2 separate regions of the Rattus norvegicus genome follow, and region 1 is linked to region 2. A link is a contact called in public Hi-C data. All regions are on one chromosome and are shown on one strand. The core of a region is the stretch at or near the end of the contact, and the rest is flanking DNA. Distances in the headings are between cores, read along the strand shown. Region 1 holds the start of Khnyn (KH and NYN domain containing). Region 2 holds the start of Dcaf11 (DDB1 and CUL4 associated factor 11).

Region 1 (4,080 bases), core at 980-3,479, 320 kb before region 2:
GAAGGTTCACCCTGAACACCAAACCCTCCTCTTTGTTGAGGAACCTCCTGTTTCCCGAAGGCCCTTCCTTTTAAGGGTGCTACTTCCTCTGCTCCTCCACCTGCTAGCTGTGACCTAAAAGCAACTCCTGTCTCACAGACCTCTTCCCCAGACGGCTCCTTCCATCCTGAACCCATGTCCCTGACAGCATCCTGTTTCCTTCCCTCTTTCTCCACAGCATGACTGGGTCCTCTCACTGCCTGAGACTTTCCCAACCCTGCCACTCCAGTGGCCAGGGATTCCCTATCTTCACTCAAGGGAGCCCTGACTCCCTGATACTGAGAACTCAACATGCCTGGGCTCCCCACCTCATGAGAGGGCAGTGTTTGTGGACCCTGCCCTCTAGAAGCCTCCTGCACCAGGCTCAGGAGCTCCTCCTGCACGGCCAGGGGCAGCTGCAGCAGGGCCTCTGTGTAGGCATCCTCCCTAGTCTGTAGCAGGGCAGAGAAGTCTCTCAGCACTCTGCCATTGTCAAGGGCTCCGGGACAAGACAGTGGCAGAAGGCCCCAGCTCAGTCGTTGTGCTAACTCCTCCACCCGGCTTTGGGCCATCACAAACGCCTCAGTTAGGCCACTGATCATCAGAGAGCCAGGAACCAGAGGCACCAGGTGGGCAGAAGTGCTCCAGGCCAGGCAGTCAAGGAAGAAGCCTTGGGCTCCCACAAAGATGCAGTGCAGTCTGGGTGGGTAGCGGATTTCACTCTGCAGTTCTGGACTGCAGAGCCCCTTCAGGTATTCCTAGATGGGAAGGTCAGAGAGGAAACTTCTAGAAGCCATCCCTTCAGATTCACTGTTCTCCCTGAGCTCCAAGCCATTACACCATCTAAGTAGATACTGTTACTATTCACACTTAGACATGGACATTTAAGAACAGACCAGAGGGCTGTCAAGTGGTGGAGCCTAATGTCCTTGGGTCCAAGGGTTTGGGGTGGCCAGCCCCCTCTCAACCCCAGGGAATTCCTTGGCAAGGCCCACCTGTACAGTGGGGATTTCCCCGAGAGCATGAAGTGATTTGTTTCTAAATGCCAACAGAACCTAGGCCATCATAACAGAAGTGAAACCAAAATTCTAAATAAAAAGAACGACATAGTGCCTCAAAGCTCAGGACAGAGGCAGCCAATAAGATAGCCAAGAGGCACTCCCCAGCCCCTCCTCTAGGGGAGGGGCAGCGTACTAAAAGGAAAGCCCTGGAAAGGAAGAGTTCACCTTGGCTCTGCAGATGTTCTCCTTGGGGCCCTCAAGCTGTAACCAGATGTGAGGGTTCTCTGGGCAGTCTTTGGAGAGGACGCTCATTCCTACGCTGAAGATACGCTCCAAGCGAGCCTGCTGTTCCCGAACCTTGTCCTCGGCCTCCGCAGACACCGCAAAGCGGTCGGGAGTCGGGGAGGCAAACCCCCAAATAGACATGGCTTCTACCTGTGGAGTCCTGGAAGGGCAGAGGCAATCTCAAAGTTTCTGTCTCCGTTCAACCCAAATCCTAATCACGCGGCATACATCCAACAATCAACAGGTCGCACCTAGTTACAGAACTGGTAAACAGCCCCAGGAGGTAGCAAGTCCACCTTGCGGGTAGAGAAGATAGAAAATTATCTGTACACAGGCCTCTCCCTGAGAGTAAGTCCTTCATAAACAAGGCTATCTGGGATGGGCGACGGGCCAGAGGAAACTGGTGACCACCGCCCTGAGAGGGGAAGGGTTAGCGGGCCTCCAGCTCATTCTGAGGATCACAAGAAGTGAGTGGATGAGGAAAGAGTCCCAGAGCACAGAAGTCTCGAATTTTTTGAATAGAGGAAGGCCTCTTGGGAAATGAATACGCGCCAGAGGCTATGTATAGTCCTGGGGTGGGGGTGTTGCCCCTGTCTGCCTTATTCCTTCACTAGCCACTCCCACCTCCGCCCCCCCATCCAGGTTGTTCACTGCCTCCCGCCCGGGGCCAGGGCACAGCCCGCCCTCCCACAGCCTGCGGTGGCCGCCCCCAGCCCGACCACCCTCCCGCCGAGGCCTTCAGCTCCCAAGCGCCGGGAAGCGGCGCGCCTACCGCCAAAGCCGAGAGTTTCGCCCTCTCTTCTAGGTGCTCGCAGGGTGGGGGAACGGGCGCGCTTCTCCCGCGCCCCAGGGGTCTGGGGATGGGAGCCCGAACCTAGGAGGGCCTTCTCGGGTCCTTCCCCCAACCTAGACTTCTCTCGTCAACACCGCGTAGTGGGTTTGGAGTCACTTTCCGGCCCGGGGCGGAGTCAGCTCGACTCCTCCCCCGCCAGGGCTGCACTGGCCTGGGCTCAGGGCAAGGCTGCGCGCCTCCTCCCGGGCTCCGCCTGCTGTCCTGCAGCCGAGCGACCCGCCCTCCACATCCCCTGCGCGGCCTACCGGGTCACCAACACTCACCCCACCCCCAACGCCTCCTGCCAACTCTCACGTTCGCCTCTTATTCCTGGGGTCCTTGCGTATTCTGCACAGTTGAAGATTCCAAGAGGGGAAGTGACTGGTCCAGAGTCACAAGAGAATCCTGCCCTTGGCACAAGCACTTTCACCAAGTATATAGATTGGGGGCGAGGTGGAGGCGTGGGGGGGGGATGAGGACACACCTTGCAACAATAAGAAAGACCTCCAAGGAGAAAGATTGTAGATAATTCTGAAAAGGAGAAGATGAGAAAGAAATTGAAGAAACTTTGTTTCATATTTGAATGTCCCTGTGTGTGTGTGAGCATGTGCGTGTGTGTGTGTGTGCGTGCGTGTGTGTGTGCGTGCGTGCGTGTGTGCATACGTGCGTGCGTGTGTATGTGATTGTGCATATGCTTGTGTGTGTGCTTGTGCGTGTGTGTGTTTGTGTGTGTGTGTGTGTGTGTGTGTGTGTGTGTGTGTGTGTACACAGGCACCCTTGTCGGACTAGAGCCCTTGTGCCTTCTCTCAATTCCTCTTCTCCCTCCCAGGGCCCAACTGCTGTCACTCCATACTCTGCCAAGGAGGAGGGATCCGCAGCGAAAGCAGTAGTAAAGCCAGGCAGAGCTGAGGGACACAAAAAGATACAGGGAGGGGAGTGCCCGGGCTAAGTGCCAGACTCAGAGGACAGATCAGGGCAAGAGTACCGAAGCCTTGAAGCAGAGGAGGGAGAGCAAAGAGGATAGAAGACAGCGAAATCTGTGGGTCCCAGGGGCACATAGCAAGGATGGGGACAAAATGGCACAGCCCCAAGCTGTCCTTGGCCCTGGTGTTTCTGACCCTGGAGGCTGGGTGGGCTCAAGAAGGGTCAGAGCCTGTCCTGCTGGAGGGGGAGTGCCTGGTGGTCTGTGAGCCAGGCAGACCTACTGCAGGAGGACCTGGGGGAGCAGCCCTGGGAGAGGCACCCCCAGGACGAGTGGCGTTTGCTGCAGTCCGAAGCCACCACCATGAACCAGCAGGAGAAACCGGCAACAGTACCAGTGGTGCGATCTACTTCGACCAGGTAACTCCTCTACCCCCGTCCAGAAGACCTGGACTCTACTGCCCAAGCCACTTTGCAACCCTCAGACTCCAAGAAAACCATTTCCTGCATCTCTTGCTCCTCCTTCTTCTAAGATGGCCACCAACTGTTTGCCTGCTTCGATTCCTACACAGAGACATCGTAGCCCTGTCTCATACTTTGAGTCTACAGATTCCTGTCACGTCTGTGTGCCACCCCTTCTCCCCTCACCCACTGTACAAATGCCAACCCCAGTGACGTTCCTGAGCCCTGGGCACCCAGAATCCCTCTCAACGGGATCTGCTTCCCCACAGGTGCTGGTGAATGAGGGCGGTGGCTTTGATCGGCCCTCGGGCTGCTTCGTGGCCCCTGTCCGTGGGGTCTACAGCTTCCGATTCCATGTGGTGAAGGTGTACAACCGCCAGACTGTTCAGGTGACCTGAGTGCCAGCCCACCTCCGGGGGGACGGGAGGGTCATAGTGGGCCGCCGCACATCCCTGGATAGCCCTTCTATTGACCTCTATCCAGGGGGCCAAGAGCAAGGGAGGAAGGGTCCTGGCTAGCAGGGTATGGCAGACGTACAGATCCCAACACTGGCCATCCTTC
Region 2 (4,608 bases), core at 1,692-4,191:
GATGCAGGCTGCTAACACACTCGAGCCCCCACACGTGAGGTTTCCTTGGAGGTTTACATCCTTTTTTCAGGAGGTAGCAGAACTTCTGGCCTCAACAGGTCTGCTGCCAGGCTGACGAGAGGCAGAAAGGCCTACCTGGTGTAGCATTCGAGGGAAGCTATGCTCCTGAGCAGTCCTCCCGAGTCCTAGCCGCCCCGTGGCCAATTCCACCCGAGTTTTGATCTCATTGTACTCCAGCTCCCGGGTGTCAGGGGTTGCATCCACTGTGAGTACCAAAAAAGAAGTTTCGTTCCAGGACTTACAGCCCAGACATGAGCTAGCAAAATTGTGCCCACTCCATGTGGTTGGCTACAAGGATTCCCTCGTCCCCTGAATTCTCTTTTCATTTAACATACTAAGCTTCAGAAGACTGATTCACTTTAAAGGTAAAAAAGTCTAGTGAACATCTTCCAACATTAAGATCAGATTGTCAGTTATGCATGGCTTTCATCCCAGCACCTGGGAGGCAGAGGAAGGCAGATCTGGATTAAACTGAGAATTCTAGAACAGCCAGGGATACAGAGAGACCCAGTCTTAGAAACAAAACACAAGGGACTGGAAAGTGGTTAAGAGCACTGACTGCTCTTCCAGAGGTCCTGAGTTCAATTCCCAGCAACCACATGGTGGCTCACAACCATCTGTAAAGAGATCTGATGCCCTCTTCTGGTGTGTCTGGGAAAGCTACAGTGTATTCAATATACATAAAATAAATAATCAAAAAAAAAAAAAAAGAAAGAAAAACAAAGAAAACACAAACCCAAAAAACATTAGATGGCCTCTCCTCTTACCAGGTGGGTTGTATCGATCTCCAAGGCGACCGTCCCAGGCACTGTCATGCTCTTCCTCTGAGTCTGAGAGGGCCTGGATGAGTTGTAAATTTGCTGCACCTCCACCTTGCACCAACCTCACTTGGCCTCTGTGGAGAGATCCCCATTATAAAGGAGGGGATCCCTTCTCCCATCTAACCAATGGCTATCTGGCTGGAGTCAATGGCTGTCTAGCTCCTAGTACATTTGGTTCTCATTTTGAAGTTGGATTTTAAGTTTCCAGAAGTCATAGTAGGGCCAGGCAGTAGTGGAGCATGCCTTTAATCCCAGCATTTGGGAGGCAGAGGCAGGTGGATCTCTGTGAGTTCGAGGCAAGCCTGGTCTACAGAGTGAGGTCCAGAGCAGGCAGGGCTACAGAGAAGCTCTGCCTCAAAAATAAACAAAACAAAGCAAACACACAAAAAGACACAGTAGGGAACTAGTTTGAACTCTTGAGTAAGAGCACAGAGTTCTAACAGGCTACAAAGACTGACCTACTAACTGATTTGTCTCAGGGCTAAGGACTGAACCCAGGGGCTCAGTGCATACTGGATAAACTTCTACCACAAAGCTATACCCCAAGTTCAAGAGCTAAGAATCAGGAAAGCACTTCCATCTCTATTCCTTAGTATCCTTTCCTGTCATGATAAAATACCCCAACAAAAGCACCTTCAGTGAGAGAGGCTTATTTTGGCTCATGGCTCAAGGGCAGAGTCTATCATGGTGGGGCAGTCAAAGCAGCAGGGACAGGAACAGCTGGCTACAGAGTATTCACAACCAGGGAAGAGGACAGGATGAATGGTTGTGTTTAGCTACCTTTCTCCTTTTTATACAGTCTAGGACCCACACCCAAGCACTGGTGCCACTCATGTTCAGTGTGGGTCTTCCTAATCAACGAACCCAATCGCTATAATTCCTTCCAGACCTGCCCAGAGAGGCTAAAGAATCCATCCCTCCTAGGTGTGCTGTCCCCTAGGTGACTCCAGACCCTGTCAAGCTGACAATGACAACTCTCACAGCCGTTGCTGTAGGAATGCAGCACAGAACACAATGTCCAAGGGATACTAGGTTTATCTTTTCCCAAGGAACCACAGGCAGGCAAACAAAGCCAAATATTCAAGTCGTTCTTAGTTCCTGGTGGTCACCCCCTTCAGGGCATTCTTTTCTTAAGAGCAGGGCTAGTAAGGTCGATGTAAACTTGTTTTTCAAGTAAATCCACATGGCTTCATCTCACATAGCAAGTGATTTAACACCCCCTTCCCAACTCTTCTCACATCTCTCCTTTCCTCCATAATCCCTCTTCCATTTCTTGTTTTATTTTCTTGGAAAACAGATTAAATTTGTGTTGTCACAGCCAAAAAGACTCCCCCTGAGAGGTCCCTCAAGCCGTGCCCTAGGTAAGAACCATTTTGGGTATGGAGCTGCATAGAGAGTATGGACATCCAGCAGGGAAAGGTGGTCCTGTTCAAACACAAACGTTGTCCTGGGACAGTACCATTCCCTATCCTCTGCACTTTTCCTGCCTGAAGTTGAGGTCAAGATATTGGGATGACACTTAGTGTCACAGCAGAGGGTAAGTTACCTGCGGAGGAGATAGGCCAGTACCTGGGCCAGATCCACATCTTCATCCTCTTCTTCTTCTTCCTCACTACGACGCAGGCCAGCCCCTCTTCGGGACAAGCCCTCGGAGGGTTCTAAGGACCCGGATCCTGCGCTGCTGCTGTTCCGTGATCCCATGTTCTGGTTACAGCATCCTTATATCCTGTGCAGGGACTTCTCCTGTCTCCAAATTGGGTTTGGTGAAAGCAAATCCTGCTCTAGAAATATCAGGGTTTCCAGAAACGGGGCAGAAGCTATCTTTAGAGGGGTGACCCCTCTAGGAGACTGAGATTTCCTTCTCTTTAGCTATGACAGCTCCCAAGGTTTCGGGAACATAAACCTTCCTCAATCCTGTGAAGCAAAGAAAGCCACATGAAACCTAGGGTGCAACCCTACCGTACTAATGAGAGTCCATGAAGAGGAATTTCTCATTTTCCTAGCCAAACTCACCTATCAAAGTCCCCGGCCCAGGGTGGCCGAATCCCAGATAACCTCTCCGACTGACCAATCAAAACCCCTTGCGGAAGAACGCACTTCACTAGCTTATCTCACACAACCAACCAGAAGCGTTAGAACTCAGACCCCCGACGCCCCCTTCTGCTGACCAATCAGAGCAATTTCTTGAGAGCCGGCAGCAGCAACAGCCAATGAGGTTAGAAGTCAGCCTAACACCCCCTCCAGTTTAGCTTCACACCCACGTGGTGCGCCGGGGGTGTGTACAACAGGGGGAGGGAAAGTGGAGAAGCACCTCCCCCGGCGTCTGGCGGTTACCGCCCCACGCGAGGTCACTCACCAGCCAGGAGCCGTCGCAGGACCCGCAGGGGCGAGGCCCTGTTTACACTGCCTACCGCTGCCGCGCCGGCTAACAGCTCCTAAGTCGCGAGCCTCGTCCGTCACGCCTCTGACTGCCAGGCCTGATGACGTCACTCGACGCTCCTCGATGTTCCGCCCCCTTGGTCCGCTGATTGGACAGCTGAGACCGGTGATTGATGGGTGGGCTGGAGAAATTTCTTAACCCAAGGGGGGGCGTTAAGTCGTAGCGGACTGGAATTGGCTGCGGCCTGCATTAGAGATAGCGGAGCTAGACGTAAAGTCTGCGAGGTGGTCCCTTAAGGTCGCTTGGCCTCGAGTGTTTTTTTTTTACTGCATGCCCAGCCGCTCCTATTCCCTCAGCTCCCAGCAACCCCAGTTCAACCGTTTTTCCCTGGCTGTAGGGCCAGCGGCCTGTCGAAAGCAGTCCTCACTGGTGGAACCCAGGCCTTTCCATCCTGCTGTGTACCGGCTTACCCGCGGCGGTCTTGTTAGACGACCCCTGGCTTCCTTTCCTGGTCTTTGCAGACGCTCCCTAAATGTCGCGGCCCTCCACGGAGTCTTTCCGGTTGCGTAGTGCGCACGCGCTCCCTGGGTCTGGGCTTTGCCGACCTTCCCTAGGCTTCAATCGCGCGCCGCCTCCTGCGGGTTTATGAATAACTTGGGTGAGTCCAAGGCCGAGCCCTACCTTGTCTGGGATGGTTTCCCAGGCCAGGGAGCGTAGAGGCTGGTGACGTTGGCCTTGGCCCAGAGCAGGGCCACCGTGAGGACACCTCAGCACCCTGGACCAGCTTGTGACAGGTCCTGTAAGGTTTCCCCTGGTCTCTAGGCCGGAGACCCCAACATTTTCTCCCGGTCCACACTGACGATGGTTAAACTGCCCATTGGTTGTAAAATTCTTAACTGTAAACAAGCGCCCAGCATTTTGTTATTTGGCTGGTCTCCATTAATTATGTGGACAGGTATTTCTAACATACACCGAGCTTTCAGGATTCCTATTTATCTGGGTTATCTGGTCTGGAAAGTCTGTAATAATTTTAGAAAGTATTTTACCTTCCTTACTACTCCTCAAATTCTTATATGTTCTGTAGATATTTTTTAACTGATTACTTGAGGTTTATTTTCACAGTCGCCATTTTTCCACACTTGAGACTTTTTCCATTTGTTGATCTGCTCACGTATCCTCTTAAAAGTATTTCGTTCTTAAGAGCTGACCAGTGATTTTTTTCCGTTTTTTTTTTTTAATATATATTACTTCAAATACAGACTTCCCAACCTGATTACTAACTTCATTTAAAAATTTTATCTAGGGCTGGAGAGATGGCTCAGTGATTAAGAGCACTGATTGCTCTTG

Evidence for each region. A called contact is a pair of places that touch in the nucleus more often than the background predicts.
Region 1: a contact with region 2 is called in a Hi-C map of liver, with 2.6 times the contacts expected there. The contact joins the promoter of Khnyn here to the promoter of Dcaf11 in region 2. A contact is called at or near these places in 2 of 12 Hi-C or Micro-C datasets (both in liver).

Annotation. Positions count from the first base shown.
Region 1 is chr15:33,333,439-33,337,518 of GRCr8, reverse strand. It overlaps Khnyn (KH and NYN domain containing), which reads right to left and starts at 2,229. Exons shown (of 8, transcript NM_001427600.1): 1 at 2,077-2,229; 2 at 1,245-1,464; 3 at 1-776. The coding sequence starts at 1,445. Cbln3 (cerebellin 3 precursor) reads left to right here and starts at 3,091. Exons shown (of 3, transcript NM_001109330.2): 1 at 3,091-3,477; 2 at 3,789-3,908. The coding sequence starts at 3,202.
Region 2 is chr15:33,015,988-33,020,595 of GRCr8, reverse strand. It overlaps Dcaf11 (DDB1 and CUL4 associated factor 11), which reads right to left and starts at 2,941. Exons shown (of 15, transcript NM_001009686.2): 1 at 2,895-2,941; 2 at 2,428-2,795; 3 at 828-955; 4 at 136-263. The coding sequence starts at 2,582.